2 separate regions of the Mus musculus genome follow, and region 1 is linked to region 2. Evidence: chromatin contacts called from public Hi-C data. All regions are on one chromosome and are shown on one strand. Each heading gives the region's core, a stretch centred on a gene start, on an enhancer-like site or on the middle of the called end of the contact. The rest is flanking DNA. Distances are from core to core; before and after follow the strand shown.

The links. Hi-C and Micro-C count contacts between places; a contact is called where the count stands out from the background.
Region 1: a Hi-C map of Th1 cells shows a contact between it and region 2, with 1.8 times the contacts expected there. The contact joins the enhancer-like site here to the promoter of Lamc3 in region 2. A contact is called at or near these places in 4 of 39 promoter capture datasets (embryonic stem cells, hippocampal neurons and stem cell-derived epiblast-like cells), 1 of 15 datasets of contacts at CTCF or cohesin (CD8 T cells), 27 of 484 Hi-C or Micro-C datasets (B cells, the HL-1 cell line, the N1E-115 cell line and 15 more), 3 of 115 datasets of contacts at active chromatin or transcription factors (embryonic stem cells and epiblast stem cells) and 4 of 9 other capture datasets (adipose tissue, embryonic stem cells, liver and 1 more).

What each region holds. Positions count from the first base shown.
Region 1 is chr2:31,928,027-31,933,290 of GRCm38.p6, forward strand. Lamc3 (laminin gamma 3) reads left to right here. Exons shown (of 28, transcript NM_011836.4): 21 at 766-897; 22 at 2,608-2,755; 23 at 3,856-3,999. Among named protein-coding and RNA genes, the nearest start is that of Aif1l, 20 kb to the right of the region's middle. Within about 2 kb of position 1,840, at least 20 of the 459 cell types and tissues checked have an H3K27ac peak or open chromatin away from gene starts, as enhancers often do. A contact at or near this core is called in CD8 T cells and Th1 cells, where this site is marked.
Region 2 is chr2:31,883,356-31,888,539 of GRCm38.p6, forward strand. Lamc3 (laminin gamma 3) reads left to right here and starts at 3,926. Exons shown (of 28, transcript NM_011836.4): 1 at 3,926-4,388. The coding sequence starts at 3,989.

The DNA.
Region 1 (5,264 bases), core at 590-3,089, 43 kb after region 2:
AATCCGCCTGCCTCTGCTTCCCAAGTGCTGGGATTAAGGATCTATGCTACTATGTCCAGCATATTTTCCTCTTAGAATAAAAGAAAAAAAAAAGATCTGTTTGGAAGCTGGAGAGATGTCTCAGCGGTTAAGAGCATGAATTGCTCTTCCAGGGGACCTGAGTTCAGTCTCCAGCACCCACATTAGGTGACTCACAGCCTCCTACGCTGCAGCTCCAGGGAACCTGACTCCCACTTCTCCACCTCTGAGGGCGCCTGCACTCACATGCACACACAGACACACACGTACACACATAGCAAAGATAAATAACTCTACCTGTGGCAGCTAGACAGTGTAGGATCCCAGAAGCTGGAGTCAGGTATGAGCTGGCCCGTGTGGGTGCTGAGAACTGAATTCTGGGCCTGTGCAAAAGCAAAAGACGCTTTCCACCCCTCTAGCTCACAGTTTTCCTCTTTAGCTCTGGCGATCAAACTCACTTTAGAGATGTGGAGACAGATCCAGAGAAGTCAGCTGATTCCCTCACGGAGGACACATGATAAGAGGCAGGATTGCCCACTCCCCGCTGTGTTGTCTGTATGAGAGGCCTTTGCCCATCCTCCTACCCGCACCACAGGTGTAACTGATGTGTGACAGGAGTCAAAACCCAGAGTGTCCCTGCTGTTGCTGCAGCGGCAAGTGGCTGGAGACCCTCGAAGCAGGCAGGGGTGTGGTCTGGGCACCAGCACTTGTGTGTGCTCACAGTGACAGTCATGCCAATTCATACAGCCACAGGGACACGGCCACCAAGATCGAAGCTACCTCGGAAAGGGCCCTGCTCGCCTCCAACGCCAGCTATGAGCTCCTGAAGCTGATGGAAGGCAGAGTGGCCTCGGAAGCCCAGCAGGAACTGGAGGACAGGTGAGGTCTCCATGGTGTGCAGAGAAGCTTGGGCTGAGCGTCCAGGAGCCTGTAAGAACCAGCTAGAGGCTACTGCTTCCAGAACCAGCTCCCCGTCGGTCCTTCCTATCATTCAAGTCTCCGCTGTCAATGGCATGTAATATACAGTATTAATTACCCTCCTAGTTGCTGTAACAAAGTACCTGATCTGAAACAACTAAGGGAGGAAAGGTTTCTTCTGCTTCCAGTCCAGGGAGGTCTTCCATCATTCTGAGAGAGCTTGGGCTTAGAATCACAGCGTGTGCCCCAACAAGCCAGGTTCAGCTATTTATCCTTGGATGAGAAGGCCGAATTAATAGTGAAAAACATAAGAAGGAGACTTATCAACATGGCCACACTGGAAGGAGGGACAAAGATACGCAGTGGGGAACTCCTTGCTGTTCCTGTCGGTTTGTCTTTAGGCAGCTGGGAGGCTAATGTTTAAGCAGTCCTGGGCAAGGTGTGGCCTGCCCATCGGAGACTCATCATGATTCTGGTTGCTGTCATTTTCTTGTGATCTTCTGGGGGAAATGCTCTGCCTCTGGCTGGTTCAGGAGATAGGCTTTCTCCTGAGGGAATTCTTTGTTTGTTGGTTTGTTTTTGGTATTTGGTATTTGAGGCCTGGTTTCTGTATGTAGCCCTGGCTGTCCTGGAACTCACTCTGTAGACCAGGCTGGTCTCAAACTCAGAGATCCTCCTGCCTCTGCCTTCCAAGTGCTGGGATTAAAGGTGTGTGCCACCACTGCCCGGCTCCTGAAGAAATTCTAATTCCTGGAATCCAAGGTTTCTGTAACTTGATAACATATCTTCATCTCTGCTGGGCCGGTTATCCATGGCTTCATGCAGGGAAGGCATGGGGCAAGAGCAGGATGTGGGCTGGCAATGTTGTACCTACAATCCAGAAGCAGAGAGTGAGCAGGAAGTCCTCCTCATAAAGTTACCCACTTCCTCTGGCAAGTCTCCACCTCCTCAAAGCTAACTCCTCAATGACACTACATGGGAACCACCAAGTGTTTGCATACATGCTCCCATGGGGGCCATTTTATATCCAAACAGCAACATATGCCAAAGGTCGGCAGCAAGAGCATGGTCAACCAAGATCACAGCCTATGCCACTGGTCTTCTATTCCCCCCCCCCCCACACACACACAGGTAGCTCTCTCTGCAGCTTGCCAAGAGGATCTAAGGGTCTGCAGAATGTGTGATTCTCAGGTGCACCCTAGCCTGGGCAGAGAAGCATGGGAATAAGGGAATGATGGGTCTGCTCATCTGAAAGCTTCAGAGACTGGAGAGAGGGCTCGGCTGTCAGGAACACTTAATGCTCTTGGAGAGAACTCTTGGGCTCACAACTGCCCCCAACTCTAGCTCCAGGGCATCGGATGCTTCTTGTCTCTGCCCCCAACTCTAGCTCCAGGGCATCGGATGCTTCTTGTCTCCCTGGACACCTACACTACACTCACAGGCACACACACACACACACACACACACACACACACACACGGCCGGAAAGCTGCAGAGTCACAGCCACTTTCCCAGGCCAGCTGCTGGGTCCTGACCTGCACGGGGCGAGTCCGACCTTTGCAGATCAACAGCTCCAGCCAACAGCTTTGAGAGAGATGGACGGGGGTGGGGGTGGGGGGGGGCATGTCCTGCACCCTGTTCTGTGCCTCATCCTGACCTCTTTCCTCCCAGGTACCAGGAGGTGCAGGCAGCTCAGACTGCCCTGGGCATAGCTGTGGCAGAGGCGCTGCCCAAAGCTGAAAAGGCACTGGCCACGGTGAAGCAAGTCATTGGTGACGCAGCCCCACATCTAGGCTTGCTGGTCACCCCTGAAGCAATGGTCAGTTCAACATCCCTGGATCTCCTCGTTGGGTGGCAGTAAAGGTTCTAAATAATGGAGCAGCCAGAGGGCCAGATGGAGGCGGGAAGGGCTTCTCGTTAACTGGGAAGTGGCCTGTTGAAACAGGAGGGGTTCTGCCAGTCTTCCATCCCAAGGCTATAACTATGACATGAACAAGGACATCAGAGGGATGGGAGTGATGTGTGCCCCAATTCCCACTCCAGCAGTGACCTTGACCAAGGATGTCCCTCCCTGAGTTCTAGCCACTAGTAACCCTCTATCCCTTGGACTCACCCTCCTGTGGCTTAATTTTAGAGGTGGGAGCTGGAAGGGATCTAGGCAGCCGAGCATTGAACACTCCTCATCCTGCCTAGCTTGTCTGTTGGGGAATCCTGAGCTCTCCAGCCTCAGAAACCCGGCTTTAGTAGAGCACTAAGCCAGCTGTTGGTGCAGCACCTGGGGAGAGTGTGTGCACAGCATGCACAAGGCCCTGGGCTCCACCCTCAACACCAAGGAAGTAAAAGCCAGAAAGAAAGCTATCCAAGTGCGGTTGAGACAGAGGCTGCCTGCGGCTACCGTCTCATGGCTTCCCTTGCTTTCTTTACATGCAATAACCTGGATGACCCAGATACCACTGAGAGCTCGGGATCATACACAGCTACACAGTTCTGCCTTTCTAACATCAGGAACGCTGTATTCTGGAGCACATAGGTTAAGGTTCAGATGGAGGAAGGGTTGTGAGTCTGGGAAGGGGTTCTCTCACCTTGCAAGGAACAAAGGCAGTATACGCACAGGTCAGGCCAGGTAGCAGGAGTCACCCAGGGCTGCCTAGCCAGAAATTGGTGGGGCTGGGGTCTGAGCCTCCACTGGCAAATTCTCCCAGCTTGATTTCTCTGAAACCCTGCTGTATCCTGCCATTGCCTTGCCCCTGAGTATCTGAGGTCCCGGGGACAACAGGAGGCACTCTGAGATCAGGATCAAAAGTTTCAGTTCTGGGCTAGTAGCCACAGGCTGACCCTCAGCACAGTGGGGCACTTTTCCCTGAGCAAAGGGTCTGGTCCTCAGCTCTACCTGAGCCTACCTTCTCCTCAAATCCGCAGAACTTCCAAGCCAGGGGCCTGAGCTGGAAAGTGAAGGCCCTGGAGCAGAAGCTGGAGCAGAAGGAGCCCGAGGTGGGCCAGTCTGTGGGAGCCCTGCAGGTGGAGGCTGGAAGAGCCTTGGAGAAGATGGAGCCCTTTATGCAGGTCAGCTTTGAATCTGGGACCTGGAAGAGGGAGGGGCTGCCTCCAGGGGAAACTGGGATGGGGTGGGGTGCAAACATGAAAAATAGCACCTCCAAGAGTCAGGCGCCTCCCTCAAAATGCCTGGGAGCTTTAAAGCAGCCAAGCCAAGGGAGGGGAGTCTGGGTGCTGAGTAGAGAGTAAAGCAGTGAGAGGAAAGAGGATGGACAGATGACACGAGTGGGCAGGTGGATGACAGAGACCATATATATATCCACGCACCCTCTCTCAGAGTCAGTCACAGACTGGATGGCTCTTGTGTCTCTTCCTTCTGTCTGCCCTTACATATGCCATGTTCAGAGGCACCCACTCTGAGTAGCCCTTGGGACTCAGTGTTAAGTTCCACAGCCTGGTGTTCGGCCCAGAGAGATGACGTTGGATGAGGATGGAGGTTTCTAGAATGGGCAGTTGAACTCAGAGCATCCTGCGAATGTATAGAAGACCCATTAAAAGTTATTGCGCTAGAGCGTTTTTCTGGGGGAATAATTTCAGACTATGGGACAGTCCTACAAACAGCACCCGAAGATCTCAGACCCTTCCCACAAGGCCATTTCATGTTGTCTTAGTCAGCCACAGGATATGTGCTAAACTCAGGAGAGCAACGTGACACCACCCAGGGACGCAGCCTACTGAACAGACTTAGAACCCCTGCAATGGTAGTCATGGCTTCCCCACAGGCCCCTCGGCTTCCCTGCAAACCCAGGATGCAAGTTCTTTTGAGAAGAAAGAAAGTATTTGAGGATTGGACCCGGGGCCTGACACCTACCCAGGCGAGCTTTGCTGTGTTGAGGACCTACATAGGAGCCTCTGACCTGACCCATAACACACACACACACACACACACACACACACACACACACACACACACACACACATACACACACACCCCAACCCTGTCTGATAAAGCCAGGAAGACAGGCAGCCGCTGCAGACAGTAGTCAGGGAGCTGAGTCCTGTGAGGGAAAGACCCTCCTCTGCAGATGCTCAGTTACCTACAGTCCTCACAGCTCCTCCCCCTCCCCCCACCCAGTCCCTACAGTCCTCACAACCCCCCTCCCCCCAGTCCCTACAGTCCTCACAACCCCTCCCCCTCCCCCCAGTCCCTACAGTCCTCACAGCCCCCCCCTCCCCCCAGTCCCTACAGTCCTCACAGCCCCTCCCCCTCCCCCAGTCTCTACAGTCCTCACAGCCCCTCCCCCTCCCCTCCCCCCCCAGTCCCTACAGTCCTC
Region 2 (5,184 bases), core at 2,676-5,175:
TTGGGAGGGGAGCCCAAACAGAGGGCCTGAACCCTGTACAAACACCTAAGTCCCCCCCCTTAACCCTCTAGGGATGGGGAGGGTCTACCCTGTGCTATTCTGTGTTCTACCATGTGCTCACTATTGCTGCCCTTGCCTAGAGCAAGGCTCCACTGGCTTCATGCTGTCCCCTTGCCAGCCCAGCCTCGCCTTTCTTGCTCTCTGCACCCCATCTTTTTGTCCCTTCCCATCTCTTGCTCTTTAAGGTACGGAAGCTCTGTCCTCACTATCCCTTTCCCTCCCAGGTTGCTGTTCTCACAGGGATCCCAAACAAAACTCTCCTGGAGAAGCTGGGATACAGAGCCAGCAGACCTTGTGACAGTGCACTGAGAAGCCAGTACCTGCATGGTCCCCTCAGGGGTGCATGCACTCGGGGTAGGAGGCTTCCACTCCTCAAAGCAGGAACTGTCATGCAGGGCTCAGAGATTGGGCCTCAAAGCTTCAGGTTAGAGGGAGATAGGCCATGTGGTCTGGAGCTCCTGTGGGTTTGGGGATACACTACTGGGGTCCTGGCTTCAGGGGACAGACACTGGGCCAGAGTGGTAGGCCCTCCTCAGCCCCTCCTCTTGCCTTGTCTTTTCCTGTAGTGTTGGAACCCTGGGCCTTGCACATTCTCAGCAGGTACTCCACTACTGAGCCATAGTGTGGCCCTTTTAAGCCTCATTTTAACAGAATGGCCCAGGGTAGACCCCAGAATAGCCCAGGGTAGACCCCTCGTCTCAAGAGGGTTGAATGTGTGAGTGAATCCTGAATTCGGTGAAATGGGAGGAGCACAGGCTCCTTGACGGACAGGTGGCCACGCCCTCTCAAGGTCCAGCATTGCACATGGGCAGTCCTTAGCTGTCCCACCAATCCCTTTCCAGCTGGTACAGTTAAATTGCCATTTTGTCCCCCATATCTAGAAAGTCCTAAGACTTTGGGGGTGCACATATATCCCTGTGTCTTGGAGGCACTCAGGATTCTGTGCCCTCCCCAAACCCTCTCCTAAGAAGAAACAACCATACAATGGTTGGTCTTCTTACTTGGTCTCTTACTGCCCTGACGTGTCCTAAGCAAGCCACTTCCCCGCTAAGGGCCGTTTCCCCGCTTTGTGCAGCTAGAGCCAGACCTCAAAGACTTTACCTTGGATCCTAAGACTCAGCCACAAAGCCCTCACAGGAGGGATGGGTGAAAGCCACCTGATGCACTTCCCCTCCACTGGGGCTCTCCCGGAGCCTGAACTCTGAGCACCCACCCTTCTGCCTGGGAAGAGACTCCCCAGGATTGACGGTGTCTGTCCTGGAGAGCAAATACAAGATGGCTGCCATCCCGGAGGCGATTGGAGACTTGACTCTGCCGGCCTCCAGCTGTGTGCTCCTGGGAGTCACTCTTGTCTCTGAGACTCCCCTGGAGTCTGCCAATCCACCAGATTATATAGCCTAATCTGGCATGCTGTCCCTAGGTGGCAAGGGACAGGTCTGGTAGAGAGTCAAGGGAACAGTTTGTGGAGCTGAGACAGGCAACCGGCCCTGGACTCCATTCCCATCTCCGTCTGGCTTCTTGGCTGGTTGCTGGTCAATTCCACACAGCAGTGCAACCACGGGCCACCACATTTTTGCCTTCTAGGAGGCAAGAGAGGCCTGTCCCTGTACTGCAGCCAATGTCGCCACCAGGTGGTTGACATGGAACACCTTAGAGACTTAGAGACTTAGAGAAAAGCAAAGCAGGGAACCTGAGGCACCACTGAAACCTCCACTGAGATCACCAGCCAAGGAAAGACAGACGTTCAGGAATGCTGGCCCGTTTGGTGGCCATCCAGCAGGTCCTGAAAGAGGCCATCACTTCCAGCCCGGGACCCAAAACCAGCCTGGAGTTCTGTGTACCCCACAAACATGCCCTGGCTGCTGCAGGGTGCAGATCTTGAGGATACCAGAGTGAAACACATCCGGCTCCTGCCCCTTGACAGTACTCAGCCTGAAGCCCTGTACAGGACAAAGACAAGTTCATGCCATGGGACTGCTACCACCCAAGCCCCATCACCAGCCCCTGCCCTGCATGCCAACATGATGGCCGGCTTGCTAGCCTCCTGGCCTTGACAAATGTACAACACCTCTGTGATCGTCTTTCCTTGATCATTCTGCCCAACTTAACCTCTTTTAGGAAGCCTACCCTGACCATGTGGAACTGGTCACGGCTCCCTCTCCTAAGTCCCCACTTTGGTATGCCAGCTGCTGTGGCTGGCTGGTCAGCCCATCATTAGTAGCTATGATGTGACAAGCACCATCCCTCTTATTGGGCTGTGAGACCTTTGCATCCTGCCCAAGCACAGAGAGGACGGACAGAGGCCCTGCTCGCCAGAGCCCAGACTAGCCAGCCTTGCAGGGTCCTGGAGCTATTTCTTAGCAGCTCTTGGCTTCGCTATAGTGATTATTTTCAATGATCTGGGAGTTGAGCAGCACATATTGCCCCGATGCTTAGAAATTTCTGTTGTATGTGCTCAGTGGAAGGTTGGAGGGACCTCAGAGGCTGCCACACAGAACACTGTTCCCAGGGAAGCCACTGTCACTACAGTACAGCTGGTGCTGACTGCAGCAGAGGTGTGTGTGTGTGTGTGTGTGTGTGCTCGTGTGCACATGCGTGCACCATTAGGGCTATGGTTAGCACACAGGGATCTCAACACAGGCTATAGAAGTGAAATATGTAGAGAAACCTTCTTTCTCTGGGACCTCATGTATACCAGAATATTCGTCCAGAAGGACAGAAGCTAGCTCCAGGGACCCTGGCTGCAAAGGCAGATAGAAGGAGAAGATTCGGGGGCAGTCTTAGTGAGACAAGGTGTGGGCTCTGCCACAGCCCCATGGGTGATACAGAAGGGGCCCAGATATCATGTGACTAATGGCTTCTGTGTTGTGCAGTGTGGGTCTCTCGCCTACTCAGTCTCTCAAGGAAATCAATAGAAGCCTTGTAGGTTGAATTGAGACAGTATCTAAGGACCTCACCCAAGCTGAGCCCTTGATTAAGAGATATTAGGGGTGCAGGAGTCTGCTCTGCAGACAGAGGCAAAGAACATGGGCCTCCTTGGTGGTCCGCGTCCACAGCAACAGGAGTCCATTTTCATCCCAAACTTGCCTTTGTCCTCCTCTCAAGGTGTCCTTGTGATCCTGTATCTAGCTAGCAGTGTAAGGAAGGAGGCCCCAGAGGGGGCTAGCACAAGGCTCCCTACCACAATTTGCCCTGTACCCCTGACTACCCATGCCAGACCCCAAGAGAACCACTTCCTTAACCCTGATCATAACTTTCATGCAGGGTTGGAGTCTTACTGGATCTATCCAACCGTGGCTGTGGGAATCTGACGGTGTCCCGCTCCCATGGGATCATTTTGTTTTACTGTCTACAAGGGCCAGAAGGTGCCTTGGGAAGGACATTAGTTTGGTGGAGAGAAGGGGAGGCCTCTGTTGATAAGAGGAAGCCTTTTGATAAATCCCAGGTGACAATATCTGCTTTGGGAGGAGACGCCAGGAGCGCAACACTTTTGACAGAGAACACTGGACAGGTACGGAGGAAAACTGCCAAAGGTCATTCTGTCAGGTGAAGACCTGCGCTTGTCTTGCCTTTCAGCTCAGGAAGGTACACAAGTGCAGAGCTTCCATAGAAGAGCCGCATTAGCAGAATAACTTGGTGTCTCTACCGAGACCATTTTGCAGGGAGGACTGTGGAGCCAGGTTCACAGTTCCCGAGTCCACGACCCAGCCAGAACAAGCAGGCACTCCCAGGCACGTCCAGCAGGTGGGGGTGAGCACGAAGGGACGGAGCTCGGATGGTGGGGTGTCGCCTGCATGGGTCCCGCCCTCAGATGCCGTCGGGTTCCGCCTGCAGGGGAGGACTCCAGGGGCCAGTGGAGCGCAGAGGGGCTAAGCGCAGACCGCAGCGTAGAGTGGATCCCGGAGCAGTGCAGAGCGGGGCGAGGACCATGGCTGTATCCAGGGTCCTGTCCCTCCTGGCAACGGTGGCATCGATGGCGCTGGTGATTCAGGAGACACACTTCGCGGCAGGCGCGGACATGGGCTCTTGCTACGACGGTGTGGGACGCGCACAGCGCTGTCTGCCTGAGTTCGAGAACGCGGCGTTCGGCCGACGCGCCGAGGCCTCCCACACGTGCGGACGGCCCCCGGAGGACTTCTGTCCACACGTGGGGGCACCAGGGGCTGGGCTACAGTGCCAGCGCTGCGACGATGCTGACCCCGGACGACGCCACGACGCCTCCTACCTCACAGACTTCCACAGCCCCGATGACAGCACCTGGTGGCAGAGCCCATCCATGGCCTTCGGGGTGCAGTACCCCACCTCTGTTAACCTGACCTTGAGCTTAGGTAAGCATGCACCCTGTCACCTTATATCCAAACCATGGAGGCCCAGGCAGAGGGCTGTGCACGCTGGGGCAGACTGCAGCACCCCACGGGTAAGGAGTCAGAACCTGCAAGCCCTGGGTAGCAAGAGGTCAGCCCAGGGGGCTCCCCTAAGGGCTTGGGGGAGCAGAAGGCTCCCCTCAGCTGTGGAACTGGGTACAGCAACAATTCCCTGGAAGAACTGTTAAGGAAGGTGGGGGTCATACTTCCATGATGATCTATCTGATCCATCCTCTAAGACCCGAACTTGTAATCCGGTCAGCTTCGATGCCCTGTGGACGGACCTCTGACGCTGTGAGCAGTTTGGGAATGGGCGTTAGGGCAGTTGCCACCAAATGTGAATGCTGTAGTACCCTGGGCAGGACAGCCAGTTTCTTCCTGCCACTGGATAGCCAGCCTGGGCGTTTCGAGTGGCCCCTCCGCATTGTTCTTGATTGCTCCACCCAGACTGAGGCAAGATGAGGGAGCACAAGGCCCTTGAGGCTGGGAACCCAGGGGTCCACTTCTACCTTGAAACTGGACTATTCTCTACCCACTCCAAGTTCAGATGAGCCCAGCGATCTCCTCAGGTTCCTTGCTATGTCCTGAATACTGTGTAAATCTTCCAAAGGTTTGATAACTTGGATTTGGTATTTTCATAACTCATTTTGACACTAAACGTGACCTGAGGCGATTTCTAACCTTGGTGTATCCTAGTAAGGGCCAATATTCATACATTTTGTTACTGGATCTCATTTGAGAGCAGCTTACAGCCGCAGAA